Regions from separate parts of the Mus musculus genome. Here all the other regions are linked to region 1. Evidence: chromatin contacts called from public HiChIP or PLAC-seq data. All regions are on one chromosome and are shown on one strand. The core of a region is the stretch at or near the end of the contact, and the rest is flanking DNA. Distances in the headings are between cores, read along the strand shown.

Evidence for each region. HiChIP or PLAC-seq counts read pairs in DNA pulled down with a chosen protein or histone mark.
Region 2: a contact with region 1 is called in an H3K27ac HiChIP or PLAC-seq map of embryonic stem cells, with 14 times the contacts expected there. The contact joins the promoter of Irf6 here to the promoter of Hhat in region 1. A contact is called at or near these places in 11 of 39 promoter capture datasets (the C10 cell line, the HPC-7 cell line, cranial neural crest and 6 more) and 6 of 115 datasets of contacts at active chromatin or transcription factors (the HPC-7 cell line, bone marrow-derived macrophages, embryonic basal ganglia and 3 more).
Region 3: a contact with region 1 is called in an H3K4me3 HiChIP or PLAC-seq map of microglia, with 4 times the contacts expected there. The contact joins the promoter of Traf3ip3 here to the promoter of Hhat in region 1. A contact is called at or near these places in 2 of 39 promoter capture datasets (the C10 cell line and pre-B cells), 2 of 484 Hi-C or Micro-C datasets (the N1E-115 cell line and double positive thymocytes) and 2 of 115 datasets of contacts at active chromatin or transcription factors (large pre-B cells and microglia).

The regions. Positions count from the first base shown.
Region 1 is chr1:192,769,611-192,772,978 of GRCm38.p6, forward strand. It overlaps Hhat (hedgehog acyltransferase), which reads right to left and starts at 1,609. Exons shown (of 12, transcript NM_144881.4): 1 at 1,370-1,609.
Region 2 is chr1:193,151,810-193,155,230 of GRCm38.p6, forward strand. It overlaps Irf6 (interferon regulatory factor 6), which reads left to right and starts at 1,303. Exons shown (of 8, transcript NM_016851.2): 1 at 1,303-1,490.
Region 3 is chr1:193,199,932-193,203,181 of GRCm38.p6, forward strand. It overlaps Traf3ip3 (TRAF3 interacting protein 3), which reads right to left and starts at 1,615. Exons shown (of 16, transcript NM_153137.4): 1 at 1,364-1,615; 2 at 962-1,067.

The DNA of each region.
Region 1 (3,368 bases), core at 359-2,858:
CCTGTATTTTTGTGACTTTTACTTATTTTTAAATTTGGTTTTGTTTCTTGGGACAGGGTCTCATGTAGCAATGGCTGCCTTGACCTCTTGGCCCCCTGCTTCCAAGCAGCCCCATCCTGAGTTCTTTCCACACCTTTTTAAAAGCCTCCAAAAAGGCCCGTAGCAAGTTCTGCAAGAACCAAGAATTTTATTTCTCTGAGGCCCCAAAGTATGGCACCCCTGCCCTTGGGCCACACTGACCTGGGATCACCAGGAGATCTTGCCAACTGCCAACCAGGGCCTTGACCTCACCTTCAGCTGGTGACTCTCCAAGAGAAAGCCAAGTAAAAACCAGGTAAAGCCTTTGTCCCCAAAGAAGGCTCCAAACCCCAGCCCCTAGCATAGACAATTCATTGGTGCTGGTGGCCTTGAAGGGTCTTGGAGAACACAGCTTGTCTTTCTGGGGTGCTGTCAAAACAACACATCCATCAGAACTGTCCTTAGCCAGCACATAAACCATCCTACGGGGAGAGAAATCACAGGGAAGTCGGAACATGAAGAATAGAAGCCAGAAAGAATGGACTTCTAGACCCTGAGTGAAAGCGCACAGCCCTTCAAAGCTTTCCCTGAGCCGCGTCCTGTGGCACTGGAGCAGATGCTCAGCTCTACATAATAGAACACCACACTGAACGGAGCAGACACACTGCATAACGCTGTCAGTCCCCACACGTAGAAGGCCCTGATCTAAAAGCGGCCAATAGCTGTTGAATCTGGGGGAGGAGAGCCTGCATAAAAACTGGTGTCTCCCAGTCTTGCCACTGAACAGATGAGGGAAACTAAGTCCAGAGAGTTTCTGGAAAGCGAAAGAGATCTTTAAACTGAGAACTGGGGCTCGGTGGTTAAACATTTGCTGCACGGGTTTGTTGGCCCAATTTCAACACACACACACACACACACACACCACGAAGAAAACAGAAATCTCTGAGCTGGGCCGGGTGGGGGCGTGGGGAGGGCCTGTAGGCGCCCTTCCTGCAGGGAGCAGCAGGGTTCTCGGTTCCCGGGACTCCGTGCCTTTGTGTCGCCGCCCTCCAGCACGCGGACACGGACACGGGAAGCGGAAACGCTATTGCGTTTCTCCCCCACGTCAGCGGCGAGCCTCCCACGACCTGCTGCGGCACCCCAGCCAGCCCCCTGTCTCCGCGCAGGTTAAGTCGTGGCAGCCTTTGCAACCACAGGCCCCTGCACGGCCGCCAGCTCCACGCGCGCCCGCCGCCAGCCCCCGCGCGCCCTCTGACCCTGCGGGGCCTCACCACCCACGCCCCCTCCTGCTCTCCACGCGCGCCCCCGATGCACGGCTTTTCCCCTGTCTGTCTCGCGCGGGCGAAATCACCTGGATCGCAGTGTGCAGAGCTGGGCGAGCGGGAGAGAAGGCGTCCCTGCACCCCGCCGCGCTGAGCCGCGGCCCGGGAGGGACTCGCGAGCACAGCGCGGGTCAGAGGCCGCGGGGGTGAGCGCCTGGCCTGAGATGTTGTGCCCGGGTTCCCGAACGCAGGATTGGCCAGGGCTCTGTACATTTACTGGAGCCGAATCATTACACAGGGTCCCACCAGAACCTCAGGCTCCAGGATTCTTCCGGTCCCCAAAGGAATGAGTCTGGGGCGGGGGTGTGTACGGCCTGCCCTGCTACAGGAAGATGACTTAGACCAGTGAAGGGCAGACTAAATAGAGCTGGAGAAATCTCTGCAAAACCGACTTTAAAATCATCTTCACTTCCACCTTCCCCAGCACCAACTAAAACAGCCGGACCAGGAGTGCCAGGTTGCCCAAAATAAAAACACAGGGTGCCAAGTTAATACTTTCTTGGTATCATATGGCCTTTGTTGTTTGGAAGACGTAATATACTTTCTAACAGTTCCTGGGGGTTGGAGAGATGTGGCTCAGTGAGTAAGGGTTTGCTATGCAAGTGTTAGGATCTGAGTTTAATCCCCACACTGAAGTAAAGAGCCAGGCATGGCTGGTGTGCCTGTAGCCCCGTCATTGAAGGTAGAGACTCTATCGAACCCCTAGATCCTGACCAGCTGCCTTAGTCTAAACAGGAAGCCTCCAATTAGAGGCTAATGCAGACCCTGCACCACAAAAATGAGGTGAGGCAAGAGGAAGATGTGGAAGCCTTGCTCTGGCCTCTTCAGGAGAGCACCCAACATGCATACAACATATATGTCTTGTATATTTGTAATAACAGTGTGCCTTGGTACCTGACAAGTCTGGTCACTGTAATAAAGCCCAGGGTTTGGCCCAGAAGGTGCCAAAGTGTTAGCTCTGCTCTGGGACAGTCAGAAGAGGTGGTCCTCTTCTGTGTCAGGTTCTAAATGGCCTGTTACTGTGGGTTCAATGCCATTTAAGTCTAACTCTTTTCTACATGTGCACAGTGCTCATTTGAAGACATAAAATAAAGTCAGGTTTGGCTAATGTAAATCAGAAACATCTGTGTAAGAGAAAATACTCCAGGCTTGTGACCCAGCTATACAGCCAAGACAGGAGGATCCGAAGTTCAAAACCAGGGCTACAGAGTGATTTTGACAAACTGTCTCAAAATGTAAAAGTAAGCATTGGCAGAGGAGACACAGCTCAGTGGTGGAGCCTTGCCTCACATGCAGAACACCCACAATACCAAAGCCCAAAGCAAGACTAAGCAATGAGCTGAAGAACGTGCCGGCGGGGAATATTCCAAGTGGTACTTCTTAGTACACGTGGATTTAAAACAGTTGATGGAAACATCAGAATCCAGTTGCACGTAGACAAGAGACTTGAGTGTGGGAGTGTATTTTGACAAAATTATCTTATATTCTAAGAGACTGGAAGCTTTGCTGGGCTTCTCGGGTGAAGTTAATAATATACATTGAGGTCACTCAAGACTACTTTCTAGTCGGCCTGTTTGTTTAACTTGCCTTTCAGAGAACAATGTAACAATGGGCTTTACTTGTCTTGGGTTTCCCATATAACCAACTTTCACAATCTAAACAAATGCATAGCTGTAAGCTTCAATATGTGCTTCTCCATGCCATGACCCAGTGTCATGTATGTGTGCTCTAATAATCATCTGCTGAAAACATACAAAAGAGATTTAAAGCAGTCTTCTTAAGTGAGCATTCACTGTAAGTCTTGAGGACAACATTCTGATGTTGCTTGTTGGCTGTTTGTTATCAGGGCCACTTGGTGTTGGTGACTTATCTCTTGTAAAATCTGTTAAAGGTTTCTACGCCGTTTCCCCTTACTTCCTCGTGGGATACCCTTCTCTGCTGCTCAGTAAATACAGAGCAAAGCCCATCGTGAGGGACAAACACACAGGGCCACACTCATATGACAGCCTTCAGGCAGAGCACGGATTC
Region 2 (3,421 bases), core at 53-2,552, 380 kb after region 1:
TCAATATTCAGGAGCTTCAAGTTTCCTTAGCTGGGAACAGAGATTCACACACGCTAAAGCTTGGCTTAGCTTCTCCACTTTTTGCTCAGTGAATGATTCTGCTTACAATTAAGATGGGCCTTCCCACATCAATTAGTTTAATCAAGACAATCCCTCGAAGACATTCTCAGAGGCTAACCTTAATCAATACAACCCCATCCCACCCCCACCCCCATTGTCCAGAGGGCTGTCCTCTGGCTGTCTAGATGACAACTAATACTAACTTCACTCTATACAGTATTAGGTTAGGAAGGCTTGGTCTTCCCACCTCAGTCTCCTGAGTGGTGGACGCCTTTCATTGCTGTTATTCTTAGGACAGTGGGGAGGTTCTCACCCAGGGCCTTGATATACTAGGGAAACACTCTAAAAAGGAGCTACACCCTCAGTCTTCCTCCTAAGTGCCTTGCCCATGTTCCATCTCCTTGTTTCAGCGGCGTTTGGTGGTGAAGGGTTTGCCTCACTGCCTGGACGCTGCTTTCATAGTTGATCAATGGATAGGGCAGGTGGGTGGCACTTGTCAGGCACACAGGACATGAACTCCAGGTGGCAGAAAAGACTCTTACTCTGCAAGGTATTGTGGGATATTCTACCCTCACTTCAATAATAACCAAACGTGCTATGTACTTTATAGACACATATTGAATGCCCACATAATCTACCAGGCAGGCGATTTAGAAATCCCACTCTACAGAAAAGAAACGGAAGCTCAGGTTGCTGAGAAAACTTTCTTAGGTCTCTAGTGTCCGATAAAGACAGGGGCGAGGTGGGGTGGGGGTTTGAACGCCACAACTGGCTCCAGGGTCTGTGCTTTCAACTAGCACTTCATGGAGAATGGAAAAAGTGAAAATTGCGGTCGCCTTTGAATAGATAGAACTTAAGGTAGAACACGGGGTCCACGGGCAGTCCTGGAAGGTGCATTGACAAGTCCTGGAGTAGCTTCTCAAAGCCAAGTCCACCTACGCAGGTCCTCGTGCTAGTTCTGGGGCCCAGTCTCAGAACCCTCACTTGTGCAGGGTCACTACGGGAGGGGCGACGCTCTTCTATTTCGACGTGAACTCCTAGAACCCTCCCCCCCAAAGTCCCCAGGACGATCGGACACCCGCAGGGTGAGGCCCACACAGGGACCGCTCCCTCGGTGGCAGGGGCGTAGGGTGACGAAGAGGCAGGGCGGGGCCGGCGGCCCAGGAACGCAGAGGATCAGATTTCTCGCAATGCACCAATCCTGAACTCCGGGGGATGTGGCCACACCTGGAGGGCGTGACCAGACCGTGCAGGGGCTGTGGCATCCAGGGCTAGGCTCTGAGCACTGGGCACCGAGGTGGGCAGGTGCGGGCCTGTGCCGGCCGCAGAGGAGCCCGCGGTTCCCAGCCGCACCTAGCCGTCGGGGGAGCTCCTGTGCTGCGGCGGTGTGAACTCTTGTGCACCTGCTCCTGAGCACGGACTGAGGCCAGGTGGGGACGCCGGCGTTGGCAAGCCACCTGAGGGAGGACAGACACCTGACGGGTGGAGCCGGGCCCATTGGAGTTGATGTGGGCGGGGGAGCCGGCTTGGGTTCCGTGTCCCGCACCAGTCTGGGTGCTGGGCGCTGGGCACCCTTCTTCAAGTAGTTTTGGGACGGCACCGGGCCCCTTCTGATCCCCTCCCGCAGAAAGAGCTTGTTTCTGCTCCGCCTGCTCCACCATCGGATGGAAGGAAGGAATCCCTTCCACCCTAGCCTCTCCGGTTTTAACTAGCTTACTCTGAGGCTGGCTCCTCTGTCCCAGCGGGGACTTCCCAGGCCCCGAGGCCCTGGGTTCTAGTGGCTGTTTAGGGAAAATCGGGATGAGGATGACCTAGGGTTTGGTCGGATTTGTTTTCCTTTTTCCGAGTGTCTTAACACAGTCAAGGCCGCTCACACTGGGCCTGGGAGATGTCTGTGGAGTTCCAGGTAGCCAAGCTAGGTGCTGGGGAGGGTGGCGCCAGGCGTGGCAGCTCTGCCGGGTGAGGCCCTCCTGGCCTGAAGGGGCTGGAGGCGGTGCGCGGAGAGCAGAAAGCCTCCCATACCTGCCTGGAAGGGAGGCCTGGGCTGCCGTGCTTCGCTCGGTGATAAAGTGGTAACCAGCCTTCCCTGTTTTCTTGGTGGGTATCAAGATGGAAGCTAGGGAAGGGAGAGGGCGAAGGTGCTTGGGCAGGGATTGGTGAAGTTGCTAGTTAGATCTGTGTGTCACACATGACAGCACAGTGGCCTACAGCTTGGCCTTGTCATCCACCAACTCCAAACCCACAGGGAGGAGGTGTGTGAGGATGTGAGCAGTAGAATAGCATTTACTCCGAGGCAAGGTGAAAATTCATGGAGCTGGCATTTCAGTTCCATTCAGGAAGAATGGGAAACTAGGGCAGTCCCAACAGCTGCCTTTGAGACCTGGCCCAAACCACCAGAGCCTTCTAGCTTGAGGTCTAGGATCCACTCCTGGAACAGACAATGAGGACAGTTCGTGCCCCAGGAGCCTGAAAGTGCCCCTGCCCTCTGCTCACAGTGAGGAGGTGGGTGGTGGTCTTATCACTGGATGGTTCCTATCTGTCAGAGAAAACAGACCTTTCATTTTCATGTGGTGGCAGCTGGAGATGGCAGGGCACAGTTTCAGTGGCCTGAAGGTTTAGAGAGGTCTGATTTAGATGTCTTTAATCGCTTCCTCTCAATTTGGTGGCTCCTCCTGGGGTCCTTGTTGGTTTATGTGTAGAATGGGGGAGGCTCAGAGTGCAGGGCACAAAGGCAGGGTTTGGTGCATCCCAGAGGTAAGGTAGAGGCCACTTAACCTTATCCCTGTGCCTCAGTTAACTCAGCTGTCAAATGGGGCTGACACCACATCTTGGATCCTGAGGGTGGGATAACACAGGTTACACTATACAGCCTGTGTTGATGTGGAGGATGGCGCTGCTATTCATCCTGAGAAGTGTCACTGTCTTGTGGTATAGAAAAATGCTGCTGCAGTTTTAAATAATTGGGAATCGAAACAAAATGTGGGTGATTCTCTCTCTCTCTCATATATATACATATATATATATATGAGAGAGAGAGAGAGAGAGAGAGAGAGAGAGAGAGAGAGAGAGAGAGAGAGAGAAGCACTACATATATCATGGTACCTTGCAATATCTTCCCTGGTTTGTGTCTGTGTGTTATGGAGTGGAGATACTGCTGTACAGCCATGGCTGTGGGGTTTACAGCCCATGGATTTGGTTTAGTAAACCATTTTCCCTCTCTGACATCTTGCCTGTTTTTACCCTTCCCCGATAACTGTTCTAAGAATCTCAGATGGCAGATGGGGGAACTCCTGGCTGATTTTTAGAAGGCAGAGAGGGGTTGCAGAGAAGGAAGTAAGATAGAGGAGGGCAGGCTGCGGAG
Region 3 (3,250 bases), core at 365-2,864, 430 kb after region 1:
CATGGCATATGATAAGCGACAGCCTTTTAAAAATAATAGATATAAAAATATTGTAGTTATCATGGCTGGCGCTGAATACTGAAAACTTGGTGCTGTGAATCAAATGCCCCAGGGAACGCCAGACTGTAGGACAGAGAATGATCAATTTTGCCCTCTGACTCCCCTACTCCCACTCTCAGTTCTGAACAGGGCTTGTAGCTCCATCTTGGAATAATTTTACTGTGGTTCCTGTAGTCTCTGAGTTTGGGTTACAAGGACAAAACACTTCTGTGTGGTCTGGATGTAATCATCAACTCAATTAGGTCAGACAGGAAGTCAAAGAACAGGTAGGTGAAGAAAGGAGATGCCATTATAAGTGTGAGGGCTTAGGCTCCCCACTGTGGGACTTACCAGAGGGAGCTCCCAGGTTCCCTACCTTCCAGACGGGAAGAAGAAAGGTCTGAGGGGTTGAGAACAGGTCTGTGAGGATGTCTCTTCCTGTTCTCCATCTATTGTCTGTAGGGCCACTGAAATATGGCTATTTTACTCTCTGCATCATTAGGTCTTAATGCTTAGGAAGTTGCAATAGGAATGGCTCCCTAGAGAGAGGAGTGTCTCCAAACCCATAGCCTTCTACACCTCCTGGGGTGTGGCGTGACACCTGTATGGAACCACACAGCCTTCTAGGATGGTGGGATCATCCTGGCTTGCTTTAACGCAAGTAGGCTATGGAAAGTCTGATGGACAGGGACAGGCTATAGAAAAAAAGGAACTGGTCCTGTAGTTCAGAAAAAGGTCACAAGGCCACTGCCCAGGATTTCTGTAGTTTCTGAGGTACCCCTGGCCAACATGAAAGGGCCTAGTTAGAGCTCGGAGGAAGGGCTAGTACTGGCTAGGGAAGGCTCTCCTTCCTGCACAGGAAGACAGCAGCACACTGCCCCTCAACTACAGACATGTTGACTTGCCACAGTTTTGCACCTACCTCCTGGCTGTGTATGCAGAGGAGATGATGGGTGGCTTCCTACACGAATCTGGCCTTCTTAGTTCAGAGTTCTCAGCGGGAGCTGAAGAGCCTGTTACAGGGATCCCTACATTGAAGGGATTGGGAAAAGTCATTTAATTTGTGTTATGGATGCAGAGCACACCAACACCAAGCCATGCAACTCACACCTAACCGAAGCCATCAGACGGAGCAGAGCTGGGAGCCATACCCTGTGGTTGCCTGAGGTCTCTAGCACAGGATGTTTTTTTGTCATACAAGCCCCATCGAGTACATTCTACCACCTGCTGCTACGCAGGAGGCTGGCATGGCAGAGCGTATTCTGCCCCACCCTAAGTCAGCAGATCCAAACCAAGATCCCAAAGCATCTTCCTCCACAGTTACCTCAAGTCCCAGGTTCTGTCTCAAGTGTCTCAGGAGAGCCTTCAGCCCTTTCTTTCTAGGTCTCTCTGGTCTCAGAAGGCTGGGGAAGCTGTCAAGCCGAGTTTCTGAAGAAGTTTCTAAACCCCCTCACCATTTTCTTCTTATACTGACGTTATTTTCGCACAGCAGCATGCTGAAACAGGAAACACAAGCCACAGTGTTCACAAACCTCAGTTCCTCTCCTTGCCCTTAGCAATTTGAGAGGGCCCCTGCACTCTTGGGGCCTCCAGGGCTGGTGAGGAAGTCCACCCAGGCACCCACTCTCCAACTACCTGATTGGTCTGCTCTCTGGCAGTTTCAGCCCAGTATTCACTTCCTCTGGTTGGTGCTGTAGCTCGGTAGGTAGAGTGCTTACTTGCCTAGCAAGCACAAAGCCCTAGACTCCACCCCCAGCATTAAAAGCCAGACCTGAAACCCCGGCATTCAGGAAGTAGAGGCAGGAGGACCAGGAGGTCAAGATCATCCATATTGAGTTCAAGGCTAGCCTGAGCTACATGAAACCCTGTTTAAAAAAAAATGTTTTTCTAGGACTACACAGGGATGAATTCTGGGCCATATCTATACCTTGCCACTTCTGTGGTAAGACCCAGGAGGGATGTTTCTCATACCATCTAGCTGTTTGGAGTCTCTTTTTCCCAATACTGGCATTGGGTAGAGTCTCCTGTGGTCTGAAGGATCTGTGTGTTTTGTGGAGTTCCAGATCCTTGAGGGCATCCTGGATTCATGTCTTTATGAGGCAGTGTGGAGGGGTGAAATATGGAGGGCTAGAGGGCAGAAGGCAGGTAGCCAAAAGAATCTGAAAAATCCCAGTGAATTGAACTAAGAAATTTTGGGAAAAATTAAAGAGAACTGATACATTAAAAAGAAACTTACAAATGGGAAATCCCAGAGCAACTCAGGATAGATAAACAGGAAACTGAGTTTGTACAAGTTCAAGGACTGCTCTGCAACCTTCTGAACAAGCCACTCAGTATGGAGACTATACAGTTCGAAATGTGTGAGGCAGGTGTGAGACAGGTGTGAGGCAGGTGTGAGACAGGTATGAAGCAGGTGTGAGGCAGATAATGATATATTCAAGTAGCTAGGATAAGTTTTGTTAACATGGAGAACTTATCACAGTCCTCTTCATGACTGCTATTTCCTCATTCTCTTAAGAGAAAAAGTCAAGAAGTAGGCAGGAAGGAAGCACGCAGGCCAGATTCTTATACTAGAACCCAGACCAAGGAGGCTCCTAGGGTGAGAAATACCCGAGAACACAGGGAGACAGGAGATTGTATCAGAATTGCCATAGATCCTTTTGGACTTTATTAAAAACTATATAGAAATGTATACAGAGATCAAATTCTTATCTATGGCTGGGTACTCTTTGGGTGCTATACTCATGCTACTGGGACTAATGTTAATGCAAGTTCAAAGTCACATAGCATGGGTTCATGAGTACATGGGTACATGAGTGCATGAGTGCATGGGTGCATGAATACATGAGTGCATTACCAGCCCAAGTAATTTATTCTAGAATAAAGCTCCAGGTACTTTTATTAGTCTACTAGTGGTATCTATCTATCTATCTATCTATCTATCTATCTATCTATCTATATGCTGTGGTTTGGATCCCCCAAAGTTCCACATCTCAGAGCCTAGCTCCCCACCTCAGCACTGCTGGAAGGTGCTAGAATCTTGGGAATGGGCTTATTGGGAGGCAGTTAGACTGTTGGTAGTGTGTCCTCAGAGGGGAGAGTCCATCTAGGCTCTTCTCTCCACTTTTTACTTTCTAGTCATGAGGTGAGCTTTTGCCCTATCACGAAGTTCTGCTCTGCTGTTCACCTCATCACAGGCCTGGAAACGTCT